Regions from separate parts of the Zea mays genome. Here regions 1 and 3 are each linked to region 2. Evidence: chromatin contacts called from public Hi-C data. All regions are on one chromosome and are shown on one strand. Each heading gives the region's core, a stretch centred on a gene start, on an enhancer-like site or on the middle of the called end of the contact. The rest is flanking DNA. Distances are from core to core; before and after follow the strand shown.

Evidence for each region. A called contact is a pair of places that touch in the nucleus more often than the background predicts.
Region 1: a Hi-C map of leaf shows a contact between it and region 2, with 8 times the contacts expected there. The contact joins the promoter of LOC100216813 here to the promoter of LOC100281447 in region 2. A contact is called at or near these places in 2 of 25 Hi-C or Micro-C datasets (bundle sheath and leaf).
Region 3: a Hi-C map of ear shows a contact between it and region 2, with 2.7 times the contacts expected there. The contact joins the promoter of LOC100383144 here to the promoter of LOC100281447 in region 2. A contact is called at or near these places in 2 of 25 Hi-C or Micro-C datasets (bundle sheath and ear).

The regions. Positions count from the first base shown.
Region 1 is chr2:214,974,830-214,979,366 of Zm-B73-REFERENCE-NAM-5.0, reverse strand. LOC100216813 (proline-rich family protein) reads right to left here and starts at 1,679. Exons shown (of 3, transcript NM_001245895.2): 1 at 1,439-1,679; 2 at 1,132-1,291; 3 at 206-512. The coding sequence starts at 1,487. The coding sequence ends at 467.
Region 2 is chr2:214,659,307-214,663,535 of Zm-B73-REFERENCE-NAM-5.0, reverse strand. It overlaps LOC100281447, which reads right to left and starts at 2,855. Exons shown (of 2, transcript NM_001154365.2): 1 at 2,617-2,855; 2 at 1-877. The coding sequence starts at 710.
Region 3 is chr2:214,228,141-214,232,825 of Zm-B73-REFERENCE-NAM-5.0, reverse strand. It overlaps LOC100383144 (Protein indeterminate-domain 11), which reads right to left and starts at 2,379. Exons shown (of 4, transcript NM_001175810.1): 1 at 2,121-2,379; 2 at 1,582-1,984; 3 at 968-1,431; 4 at 1-749. The coding sequence starts at 2,241. LOC103649274 (protein ALP1-like) reads left to right here and starts at 2,802. Exons shown (of 2, transcript XM_008673578.4): 1 at 2,802-3,296; 2 at 3,380-4,685. The coding sequence starts at 2,824. The coding sequence ends at 4,421.

The sequences.
Region 1 (4,537 bases), core at 430-2,929, 320 kb before region 2:
CTCTAGATGCTGGGATTGACTCTGTGTACTTGCAGAGTCTTGAACAGTCAAAGACACAAAAGCGACACAAAAGCGCAAGACGATGGATACGTACCATGACAAAGAATAAGGTGATAAATTAAAAGGCGTGACGTGTGCAGTTCAAAAATCGCAACAAAACGTGCTCCTCGGCAACAGAGTAATAGCAAAGAAACCGATCCCAAGTGGCACAATAAATCCCAGGATTGAATTCCACCAGAAACACGGAACATCCACAGGCAGAATACACACACACCGTCTGATCCCGTCAACATTGACAGAGAGAAATAAAAAACTAGGGCGACATATTATGCTCTGACAAAGCTAGAATAGCACGATAGCATTCCAGGCTCAATCCAGTTCCAGCTCTCTCTCTCTCTCCCTCGCATAGAAAGCTAGTAGTTTCACTTGTCGCCGTGTCGAATCCGTCGGTCGGCCCCTCTCACTCTCAGAAGCAGGCGTCCAGGAGGCAGCAGCAGCAGAGGGCAGCCAAGCTGTTCAAAATCACAAATGGCGCGTGAACCATTGTTAAGATAAAAAAAGGTCCAACCAAAGAAAGAGAGAGAGAGCATTGCAAATATCCCAATTTCAAGTTGTAACAACTACGGTGGATGCTCGAACACCATCTTATCTCATTGGTACTCACGCGTCAACGCAAGTATATTATCCATTCAACCAAACCGAAGGAATCTGAAAGCCTCACACTGACAGCAACCCGACCGTCGGATTAGCTCCTCGCATGTGGAACGGCAGCAGGAAAATGTGATCGCCGAGGCTAGCAATCCGGACCGCCAGTCTCAGATCAGACGGTCTAAGACACTTACTACCTTTGCGTGTAGCAACCGACACGTCGCCACGGAAAGGCCACGAGGGTGGCGTGGCGTGGCGTGGCGGCGGCGCCCTTTTCCAAGGGTGGTTCACGCGTCAAGTCAAGACCCCACCCACCCACAGGGGCCAACGTGCCGCACCAGCACGGCAGTCGCCGCCGCCGCCGGTGAGCCGAAGGAAGGTGCCTACCATCTAACCTAGCGAGGAAATTTTCGAAGACACTCCGATCTAGGAACAACTTATGAGCGGCTGCGCGGCACAAAAGTGGGGGAGCCAAGAACGTACCATCCCTCCATGAAGGAAGGCCCGCTGCTCTGCTGCTGCTGTGGAGGCGGCGGCTGCGCGTACTGCGGCGGGTAGCCCTGCGGAGGGTAGCCCTGCGCCGGCGGGGGGTAGCCGGCCGGCGGGTACCCCGCTGGCGGGTAGCCGTCCTTGCCCGGGTAGCCTGGTGAAATCAAGATCCGCACGCGGAAGATAATTAGCCTAATTACATATAGCACGGAAAGTAAGCGGGGAACACAGAGGTTCTCCAGATGTTTGGGTGATGATAAACTAGCAGATAGATCGAAGACGGGAGGAGACGGCGCCGCACCTTGCTGCGGCGGGACGCCGACGGGGGGCTGCTGCCCGTAGTAGCTCATCTCCCTCTTCTTCCTTGCGATCGGATGCGCGGAGAGGGTTAGGGGAGCTTTCGCTGCTTCGGGTTGTGGGGGTGTTGGGGGCGTGACGGGAATACGGATGGACGGTGGACGGGTCTGTCAGGTCAGGTGGTTTTATGGAAGGGAACGGGTGTGTTTGATGTTTCCTGGTGTTTTCCGGCTGGTCCTCCGGCGAACCGCGTCGTCAACGTGGTGCTGGCCCAGGGCATGCCTGGTCCCTGCTGGTGGGCTGCTTCGCAGACGTACTTGATAGCGCTCTGACGCCCTTTCCGGTGTGATGTGAGGAAAAAAACCATTTTAGTATGGTAAAAATCAGTTTTTTGCTCAATTATTAAATTGAATATAGTTTCTTCGTCATCTTCTAAAACCGGATTTGTGAACCCCCTGTCCTTCAGTATTTTCTCTTTTTTCCTCGATTGTTTGTTTCTGCTGAATTTTAAAATATCACATCATCTCCGTTTTCGAATATTTATCGTCCGTTAATTTATTTTAGTTCTGAACTAAAACGTGATAAATAAAAAAAGGAAGAAGGAGAGAGTATTAAATTACAGAAAAATTAAAAAAACAATTTTGTTGAACTCTACATAAGTAATGTATAAATAAACTTATGATATAGTACGTTTTAGTAGAAAATTTTTAGCTTGTACGCTTGATCTATAATAAAATAATTTATGCTCCTGTATCATATATAAGTTATAAATTCACCTTCCCATCTAAATATTACATAAAAGCATTGTATGAATGCCATTTTTAATTTAGAAAAGCTAGAATAACTTCTAATTTAGATGAGAGGTAGTACAACTCCAAGAGACTAGGTATATGGTTTTGTAAAGGTAAATTTAGCTAATATTGAAAGAAAATTATATCCAATAAACGACTCTTCAAATTTAGTGGCTCTCTATTTCTCTATCTTCGCTCTCCAATTTTGGATAGCCTGTTTCACTCTCTATTCAGTCCGTAGGTTTACCGAGTTTTGTTGGATTAGCCTACACTTTTTCTTTAAAATCTATTTTAGAGAGTAGCTAAATCAGTAAATTTGGTTAGTCTTTTTAGCTAATCTCTTGGAGTTGCTCTTAGTCACATTACTTTTCCTGTTGTTGGGGTCAAAGATGGATCCTGACTTCCGAGTCCTTCGGAATGAAACCAAATAGGAATGGTCGGAAAACCCTCAAACCACTTCAAATACGTATTTTAATCTAATATAAAAAATGAAAAAATGGTAACGAAATCGTCGATCACAAAAGTGAAACCAAGAGTAACAAGATGTCAGTAAACAATACCATCGATCGAGAACATATCGGTAACAGTCGGGAACCAAGAATTAAACTCGGCAATATCAACACTTCTAACCACTTCAAACGTTCAACTCAATGTAACAAATACACCATGACCTCATAGTAACATGATATATTATATATAGGCCTTTAAAGTTCAATATGCATAACAATTCACTATTTCACGGTGCCACTGCTACACGACATTAGCATGAGTACATCACTTGTCGCTAGTGACGGATCCAGAGAACAGATCATGAGGGACTACTAAACTAAGGCTATAAAATTCTTTAAAACATATAAGAAAACAATCTAATTGATGTTAGGAATAATTAGCAAGATAAAACTTAAATACTCAAAAAACATGTAGTATTGATACGAATTCTACAAATACAATAATCAATACATATCGTTCTGATTCTTGATAAGGAATCCATCGATCTTATCTCTATAAACATAAAATTTAATTTTATCAACTAACCTACTAACCAAGGAAATAATTGATTAAACCAAAATACCAAATAATCTTACTTCTTAACTAGCACAGTAGCACTAGCAGCCACACGCACATAGCAAACTAGCAGCAGAAGCAGTGCTAGCACACGGTTTTCTTCACCTTCACTGGTTCAATCGTTCAGGGAATCAGGCCGGCCGCAGGCGTCAGGTTCAGTAGCAGTGCCCAGCCGCCTATCCGCTCAGGCTTCCTTCCTCCATGGTGGCCGGTCGGAGCAGCAAATGCAGGAGCTGGCGAGGGCGAGCTGGTGATGAGAGGGGGGAGGCCGAGCGCGCGCCGGTCCCGCGCCCGCGAGGCTGCGATGGAGCGCCGCCGCGCCGACGCCCGGCGATGGACATCCTTGTGCCCCTGTTGGAGTGTTGGCTGTCGCGGTGTCACCAAGGCCAGAGAGGCAAAGCGGCGTCTGGATCATGGACACGGCCACGAGGCCGAGAGGCCGAGAGGGGTTGAGGAGCGGTTGATGCTAGGGATGGCAGTGGGTACGGATATGGTGGGGTTTTATATCCGCGGGTACGAGTATAGATACTATACGGTATCCACGAGTAATAATTTTCATGGGTATAGATATCTGCTATTCATATCCGTCACCCAATGGACATATGACATGTGGATCCAAACAGTGGCCAGCAGCCCAGCACTCAGCAGTCTGCGGTCCGCCAGTGGCCAGCAAGTCCAACTGTCCAAGCGGCCTGTGGCCCACGAGGCCAGGACCAGAGGTCCAGAGCGAACAGCCATCCCTACCTGCGGCCTCTCGGGCTCTCGGGTCTCGGTTGGTGCCTGGTGGTCTCTCTCTCACACTTTCTCTTGTCTCCAAGACTCCAACTCCAAGTTTCTAACCCTAGCCAATGCCAGCCGCCAAGCTTGAAGACTTGAAGTTCCAGGGCTCCAGGCTCCAGGCTCCTAGCCGTGCGGTGCGCCCGTGCTTGTGTAGCCGTGCAGGCGACCAGCCGTGCAACCGATATTTGAAGGAAAATTCACAAGATGTCAAATGAAGTTGAATGCCATGCAGCCAGGCTCATTACAATAATTTGTTGTTGCGTTTAAAAACTATATATGACTGTTATTTCATTCCAAGGACATGTTTTATGATGTATTATACTGTCTTCGCTACTTCTACTACTTGCTATGGACTATGTCACTACGGTGAAATGTTGTTGTAAGCCTAGAATGTTATCTATTTATGTTGTTGGAATGTTAAAATTATTGTTTGGAATGTTAAATTGTGATAAATTTCTGTTAGAATG
Region 2 (4,229 bases), core at 1,606-4,105:
GCGAGCCTGGCAACAAGACCTTCCACCATGTAGGCTCCCAGCCTCTCAAGCGGCTCGCCGGACACCGAAACCATCTTCCTCAGCTCTGTGATCATCAGATCAATGGCGTAGCTGTTGTTACGTTCCACTGCCCTAGCGCAGGCAATCAGCAGCTCCTTCAGGTTCCCTCTGGGCATGCTCACCATGTGCTCCCACTCCTCGGGCTCCAACGAGAGTTGGTTTGCCGCGGAGATCTCGAGACTGTTGACTATCTCGGGGTCAGTCTCAGACGTCCCCAGCATTACAGCCTCAAGATCCTTCAGTTTCTGCTTGAGATCAGTAGGGTCCTCGCCGGTGACACACGACGCGCTCACAGGTGATCCATGGCCATTCGTGGAGCCGGAGTGGCTGTCGTCGTGAGACACAGGGCTGCCACTCCCGGCATGGACGCTTTGGCTGGAGGGAGAACCATGCCTTGAACAACCAGAAGCCGCTGAGGACTCCAGCGTGTACTGCTTGTGAGTCTCATGGTCTTCAGAACCAGCATTATTTGGTGAGTGAGACTGAGACCTCACGGTGTAACGGCGCTGGAGCACGACATGGGTGTCCGGAGCTGACTGGTACGGATGGCAGAGGTGCTGCGGGTTACCAGAATACAGGAATTGCTTGGGAGTCTGCCTTGGGGCGTCGCCAAAGGGGTGCACCATGCGGGACGTTGGAGTGTCAGCCATACTGGTCCAGCGCAGACAGTCCGGACTACAACTCCAAGCTATCAGTTGCTTGTGGTAAGACAAGCATGTCCCAACTTTGAGGTCAATTCTAAGCTTGCAATTTGATAGCTGATGCGTGTGAATATGTCTTCTAGCTAGTGCTCTACTTTATGAAGACCAAACAGAACCTGCAACAGTAGATTAAGCATGTGAGAGAGAGAACACAACCTACAAAGCAATGTACCAGTAAGTAAGGGAATTGGTACTGCAGTTTGACAGTGAAATATGAGAACCAACTGCACAGCCTTGTCGCTTACAGAAATTAAATCTGGTGCACGAACTCAATAATAAGGATATCTACAGTTGGGAATTAATTCATCAGAAAGCAAGCTGAGAAATTTCTACAGTTGGTAAATAGCAGCTCGTTTAAACATCATCTCTGGTAGTGCTAATCGATCAGAAAAAGAGAGAGAGTATCTCATCTCAAAAAGGTTCTCTTCACTGACTGAGGGTAGCGTACAGCAGATATTTTCATCCATGCTAATTCTGAAAGCCACGCAAGAGCAAATAACTAGCTAGCCTAATCAGAAAATGCTAGTAGTAGTTGTGTAATCCCCAAATCCTCCACTAAAGTTTGCATTCTGAACCGGGCAATAATAAACAGGACCACAGCAGCACACCGCGACAAACACAGGCACGGTTTAAACTGCCGCCGAAGTCCTGCTGACGGAAACGGCACGAAGCGTAAGGTGGGCAGGATGATGTGTGTAAGGCTGACCAAAGAAAAGCTACGATTCTGCGTCATGGTAAGAGATACGCATCTCACATCCCGACAAGTTAACTAATCTTACAGTCTGACCAAACAGACAGCTAGAAGAAGAAAAAAAAACGCTAATATTTATAATACCAACTAAACATTATTAGATTACCTACATCATACTATATGTTTTATAGTAAACCCTATTTAGAGATACACATATCAATACTGTTTTCTAGAATTTTAGCCCAGCTTAAAGTCTGTTGACTCGTCAAAAATAAGACGAGGGTTAGTTTGGGACGGGGTACTACACTAGTACGTGCTGAGTACTGAACGGGAGGTATATGAACAGTCAGCAGAAGAGATTTTCCGCGTGAAACTGAAACCAACCCCTGCCGCACAAGGAGTTTGACCCGTACCACCATGAACCACCTGCCGCAGACGATTTGTTTTGTGTGTACTCTTTATATATATTAAAATGCAGAAAATCAGGTGGTCAAAAGCTTCTAGATCTGCTGTTTTTTTTGTACGATCGCGGGTCAAGAGATCCGCGTAGGCGCGTACTAGCCACCAGCCCACCAAACCACTAGTGTGCATCGTGCTCATCCATCCTAGGACCTGAGCGATTGCCATGGTCGGGGGGGGGGGGGGGGGGGGGGGGGGGGGGGGGGGGGGGGGGGGAGGGGTGGACAGGAAATTCCCCACGACTTCACAAGGAAGGCCACGGATGATGAATGTGGTGTATAAAGCCTATGCCCTACGGGGGTTGTAGATTTACTTGTAGTACGAGACGATCCTGTTCTTCGAAGCCAAGCCCTCCCCCTTCCCCCCACCCCCATCAGAGCAGCTTCGTTACTGCAGTTCTGAAGCTCCCACGTCCCTCAGCGCAACGAACTGACACACGCGAAGGTCGAGGCTCAAGACAGCCGCAGTGAGACCGCGAGGCTCCGAAACGGCACTAGCGGTAGCGGGGGAAAGCAGAGACGACACGCGGCCGGAGCAGAGTTACAGGATCTTCAACCTGAGCGTTCAAGCAAATCAACCAAACACAGCAGCTTCCCATCCGTTTGGATTACCAACTGCACACAGGGCAGGCCCGAGCTGGTACCAGCTACAGTACCCAAGGAGAAGGAGAAGGCAAGCAAGGCAAGGAAGGAGGCAAGCACGTACCTGTCCCGTCGTCCGGCTGGGCGCCCAGGGCAGATCCTTCAGCTGAGGCTTCCGACCGTAACTCGGAGAGGGGACGGCCAGGTAGCTAGGCCGACGCTGGTGGAACAGGAACAGACAGGAGGGGGCGCGGTAGCTGGGGCTGGGGCTTGGGGAGGAGAAGAGAAGAAGCGTGGGCACGGGCAGGCAGGTAGTGGTGGCCCGGGGATTGGATGTTTCCGCCGAGGGAGGAGGGCATTATTATCGGTGTGGCGCCGACCGAGTGGAGTATTTCTACCCGCGCGTCGCGCGTGGCGTCTCGCCGTCCGTGCGTGCCTCGCCCGTGCGCGTCGTCCGCGGTTTCGGTCGCGTGACGCGCGCGGTGGGACCCGCCGCGCGCCTGTGTTCAAAATTGCATATTCCTTATTTTTTTACTAATCTCATAAATTTCAGACTCTTACATGGGACTTCTTTTACCACCACTATATATGAGATATCGTCTTGTTCTACCCTTATACTCCTACAAAAGGTCCAAAAAGGTGAAATAATTGTGACAGTATTGCACCTGTAAATATCTCTTTTGCCTTTGTACTGCACACGCACGTACTATGTCGGTACTGGAATACGTTTTTTTTTAAAAAAAAACAAGTGCAAGCTCATGGTTTTGATTAGTACCGCAGAAAGCAAAGCACGCACCTTTTGCAGCGGAGCTCTACCACACGCAGACGCAGGGCATCTCAATCGGATTTACAGCAGGCAAGCAACCATATCCCTTGGCTTTTCCAGCACATCTCACCGGCCGATTTTTTCTTGTGTACACACAATTAAAAAGCGCCGACGTCCTAATCATGCCGTAATCTTTACCATTTCCCTCTCTTCTAAGTGCGTGCGATGATTTCTTATCTGTCTGCCAGTGTTATCCCCCCGTCACCTCCTTTAATTTTGACTCTACTTTTGCATTGAGAATCCATTTTTTTATACGCCTCCTTTTACTTCTGGATCGTATAGTGGTGGTGGGGGGTCCGTCAACACACCCTAACCATGGTGGCGCTGACGTGTATAAATAACTAATATATACAATAAAATGATACGGTGTGCAATTGCATTTTTTCTAGATACTGACAAAATGTGTTCGTATCTTTTTTGGCAACCAGAAGGGTAAGCATCATGATGTCGACATGACTATTTGATTAAGCATGGATCGCCAAACATGTGGAAATCCGGAGAGGATCATGCTCTGGAGCCCGAGGAGTAGCTGGCTACCGCCTTTTCTCGCACGCGACTATGAACTATAAGGAAAGCAACGTAGCACAAGTAGCCTGGCAATGATCCAAGGCAACATCAAAAGGTTTTTCTTGACTAGAGAGAGGCTTCTATGTAGGTGGTAGTATATTTGAGCACTTCTAGTAAAAAGGATTCGTTTTTCTTACAAATCATACCAACACCACTACATATATAATCCATATTCATGGTCGATTCATCAACACCGATTCGTTATAGTAGATGCCGTAGTACTAGTTGCCAATGCAAATATAAATCGACAGTATTGCTCAAATACCGACACTGTCGATTTAATGTTCGTACTCGCGGCGGTGATCTCGAAGACACCGCTGTCGTTGTGAACTTGTGATAGATAG
Region 3 (4,685 bases), core at 1,130-3,629, 430 kb after region 2:
GTGGCGGCGCTCCATCTCCGTTTGCTGGGTACTAGAGGGGTGCCATTGTTGCGAACATGACTCCATCTCCCTCCGTTGATGACTCTGGCGACGCTCCATATCCACTTGCTGGTTACTCCGGTACGGCCATGGTGGTTCCGCGCTGGTATCGGCGGCGCCGACCCTTCCTTGGGGCACCTGCTTCGATGAAGGTTGCGACGACGACGACGAGGAGGAAGAGGCCAGCCCAAACTCCTTCAAGAACGATGAGCTCGACTGCGTCGCTCCAGCCTCCGTCGCCTTCTGCAGGAGCGCTGTCGCGGACATGTGCGGCGCCGGCGGCAGCAGGGCGAAGGTGCCTGAGTTGCTCGCGCTCGTCTGCGGGAACAGAGACGGCGCTCCGATCGCGAGGCAGAGGAAGGTGGGATCGACGCCGATGAGATCGCGCAGAGATGTGCTGTGGGAAGTGGTGCTTGTTGTGGCCGACGCGAAGAGGCCGGCGAAGGTGTTGGTGGTTGTAGACGGCGCGATGGAATTGGAGACGCTGCCACCTGCGCCGCAGGTTGTTGTGCCGCTTCCATCGGTGCCAATGGCTTCCGAGGGCGACGCGAGGAAGCAAGGAAGCATCGGGGTGTCCTTGTCCAGCAGATTGGAGACCTCAAGCTCCGAGTCCTTGTACTGATCAGCTTCCTGGAAACAGGCATCTTCGTCTTGATCGGTTTCATCCTCTAATTCGGCAGTCACACTTGGCACAGCAACCACCTCTGGCTCTGCAGCAGATAAACCAAAAACATGGAAGAACAAGTCAGGTCATCCCTATTGAGGTAATTGACCAACTAGCCAACCAAATTGGGCAAAAAGGCGCATGCATTGCTTTCTTGTTGCATGGGAAGGTTGACTTGAAGAGCAAGAACTTGCTTTAAGTCTCATCACATCTTATGCATGGGCAATAAGACAAGCACACGAACAGAATGCAAGAGGAGCACACCATCCACATTTGGCACCAATGCCACCACAACTGCATGCTGCTCCGGTGGAAATGGAAGCCGCTGTGGCTCCTTTGGCAGTGGAGGTGGAGACGGATGGCAGCACGGTGGCTCCTTTGGCGACGGAGGTGGGGACAGTTGCTCCTGCGGCAATGGAGGTGGGGACGGACGGCACGGTGGCTCCTTCGGCAATGGAGGTGGAGATGGAATGCGCTGTGGCTCCTCTGGCACCACCTCCACACGCCGAGGCTCCTCCACCTCGGCCACGGCAGAATCCTCATTCTCCTCCTCCCCCTCCTTGTCGTTGTCCTTGTCAACATTTTCGTCAGCCTCCAAATCAGCAACATTTTCGTCAGCCTCCAAATCAGGCGGCCGAGGCGATGGCGGCGCTGGTGGCGCCAGCACCCTGCCGGTCTCCTCCCCGAGGGCGCCGCAGAAGGCGCGATGCGTCACGAAGCTGTCCCGTCTGAACCAAGCCAGTGCAGCACCCGATGAATCAAACAATGAAAAAACGCAAAGCTTAGTTTCCCCCGCCCGAATCGGGCGGTGGGGAGGAAGAAGAGAAGAAAAGAAAAGAGAAGCGGGAAGCGGCGGGAAAAAAAAAACGATGACGCACCTGGTGAAGAGCGTGCCGCAGTCGCAGCGGTACTCGCGGGTGCCGCAGGTCTTGGCGTGCGCCTTGAGGTCGGCCTGGACGGCGTATCGCTTGGCGCAGCGCGGGCACGCCCAGCGCTTCTCCCCGTGCTTGCGGCAGAAGTGCTTCTTGATCCCGGTGAGGTCCCCGAGCGCCCGCGCGGGGGAGTGGTGCACGCAGGCGGGCTCGGGGCACACGTACACCCGGCGGCGCGGCGGCGGCGCGCCCGGGCCGCGCTGCCGCAGGCGCCAGGGCAGGTTGTGGCCACGGCGGTGCAGCTGCAGGTTCTGGTCCCGCTGGAAGCCCTTGCCGCACACCTCGCACACGAAGCGGTTCGTGGCCAGCAGCGTCCCCGGCGAGAGCGCGATCACCTCGGCGTCCGGATCTGCGGCGGCCAAGGCCAAGCGAGCAAAACCGTCAGGGCACGCGCGTGGGCGCGGAGGTAGCAGCGGGCCAGCGGCAGCAGTAGCACGCATGCCAACCCCAGAGCAACCGCGGGGCACAGACACACACACAGAGACCTGGCGTCCCGGGGAGGTTCCGCTTCTTCTTGACCGGAGCCGGCGCCGCAGCCGCCAAAGGCACCGCCGGCGCCTCCGCCTTCTGCTCGGACCCCGCCTCCGGGTCCGTCGGGTGCGGCATCGCTAGCGCTCGATCTGTCGCCCACTCCGTCCCAGCCCCTGTCCCACCGCACTGAATCCGGCACCGCTTGGGGGGAGGTCCGTCTGTCCGTCCGTGCGTGCACAGCCGGGCGCCGGCGCAGCGGGTGGGCGGTGGACGGGGATCTTTTTTCTCTCTCTCTCTCTCTCTCTTTCCCTCCCCTTCTCTCTCTATCTGTGCTCTGCTTTTTTCCACTCCCCTCGCGTCGCGTCTCTCCTCTCTCTATCTCTTTTGGGCTTTGGCGATTATTAGGCTGTCTCCAGCAACGTCCCCTAAATTTCGTCCCCTAAAGGAATATTCCCTGTACTTTACAGGACACTCTAAAAGATTCTGTCCTCTATATATTCTGTGTCTCCAGCAACGTCCCCTAAATTCGATCCCCTAAAGCTACAGTGATAACAGAATTCCTTTTTCCATTTCTTTTTTTGTTTTCTTTGATTTGTACCCATTTCATCAAATTGTAAGGATGATAAAAATAATGTATTCAATAATTTTACAAATAATAATCTAAAAAATGGTTCTTTCATAATTTTGAATTGTAACAAAAAATAACATTATATTTTAATGATTTCTGTAATTGTTGTTCACAAACGTGTCACCGTATTTAAATTGTACGAACAAATGATTAGAAATTGTCATGCTTCCACCGTAAGCCACGACACTTATTCAAGAAGCCATCCACTTGCTTCGGCTGCACGACAAGACTATGGCTTCTCTCCGAAGCGTATCCCTTCTATAAATACTCACTACCTCAAGACTTCACTCACACTTCGCATACACTCCTCCACAACAATGAACCCGTTCGTAGATTCCAATATTTTTGTTCGCATGGCGCAAGACATGGAAGATGAAGACCATGACCTCGAGGTTGCGACGTACCAACATCGTAGGCGTCGTGCACTTAACGAGCGACGGTATGCTGGTTCCATTCCCGGTCGTGTTCGAATCCATCGTGACCATATCAGCGGTGATGCAAGAATCCGAGCCGACTACTTTTGCGCGCAACCGGTGTACACGGATGCACAATTTCGGAGGAGGTATGTTTTTTGTTACGCACATCTATTCACGTCCATAGTACGTACTTCACACTTGTACTGAAATATAGGTTTATCCAATATAGGTTTCGCATGCGTCGCCATGTGTTTGAGCGTCTCGTTCTTGCTGTGCAACAAGTGGATCCGTACTTCGTTCAACGTCCAAACTGTGCGGGTGAGCTAGGCCTATCTGCCCTTCAGAAAGTTGTTGCTGCCGTACGTATCCTTGCATACGGTGTTCCTGCGGATGCCGTTGACGAGTACGTACGAATTGGAGAATCTACAGCACATGAGGCTTTGAAACACTTTTGCACTGCCATACAAACTGCTTTTGGGGGGTATTATCTTAGGAAACCTACTCCTGCTGATATCGCTAGGCTTCTCCATGTTGGAGAATCACGCGGCTTTCCTGGTATGCTTGGTAGTGTCGATTGCATGCATTGGGAGTGGCGTAACTGCCCAACTGCATGGAAGGGGATGTTTACCGGTCGTGGTAAACACCCTACAATGATCCTCGAAGCTGTTGCCTCATATGACTTATGGATTTGGCATGCATACTTCGGCATGCCAGGTAGCTGTAACGACATCAATGTTCTTCAGCGTTCTAACTTGTTCGATTCGCATCTTCATGGTGATAGTCCACCAGTGAGTTTCTCCGTCAATGGACACACCTACAACATGGGATATTACCTAGCAGATGGTATTTATCCGGACTGGCCAGCGTTTGTGAAGACAATCCGTCATCCGTATGATGTGAGGACCCAACATTTTGCCACTGTTCAAGAGTCTGCTAGAAAAGACATTGAACGAACATTTGGAGTACTACAGAAGCGATGGGCCATAGTTCGTGGTCCTGCATATGGTTGGTCTCCACAACACATTGGAGATATCATGAAAACATGCATCATATTGCACAACATGATCGTAGAAGATGAAGGACCTTCGTCTATGAACACAAGCTTTGACAACATCGGAGTTCTGGCGGATACTAGTCATGGTTCATTTTCCGAGCGCAATGAGTATATCAACAACAGGTACGACCAACTACATGATCCAGTCAAATATAATCAGTTGCAGGTTGATCTAATCCACCACCACTGGGCGCGGCTTGGATCGGGAGCTGCTTAAGTATGAAGTTTATGTCTCCCATGTGTTAAGTATGTTTGTCATTGTCTAGTCTAGTGTGCTATGTCGTGAAGCTATGGTAATCCGAAGGTAGTATGTGTTAAGTAACAAGTTTGTCATGTCGTCTGTTCCGTTATTCCGAAGCTACTATGTGTTAAGTACGATGCAGTTTATGTTTGTACTATGTTTGTAGTAATCCGAAGCTGGCGAATGTGTAATGCTATAATTCAGGAATGATATAAGAAGTCCACTATTATTAAGCAACAT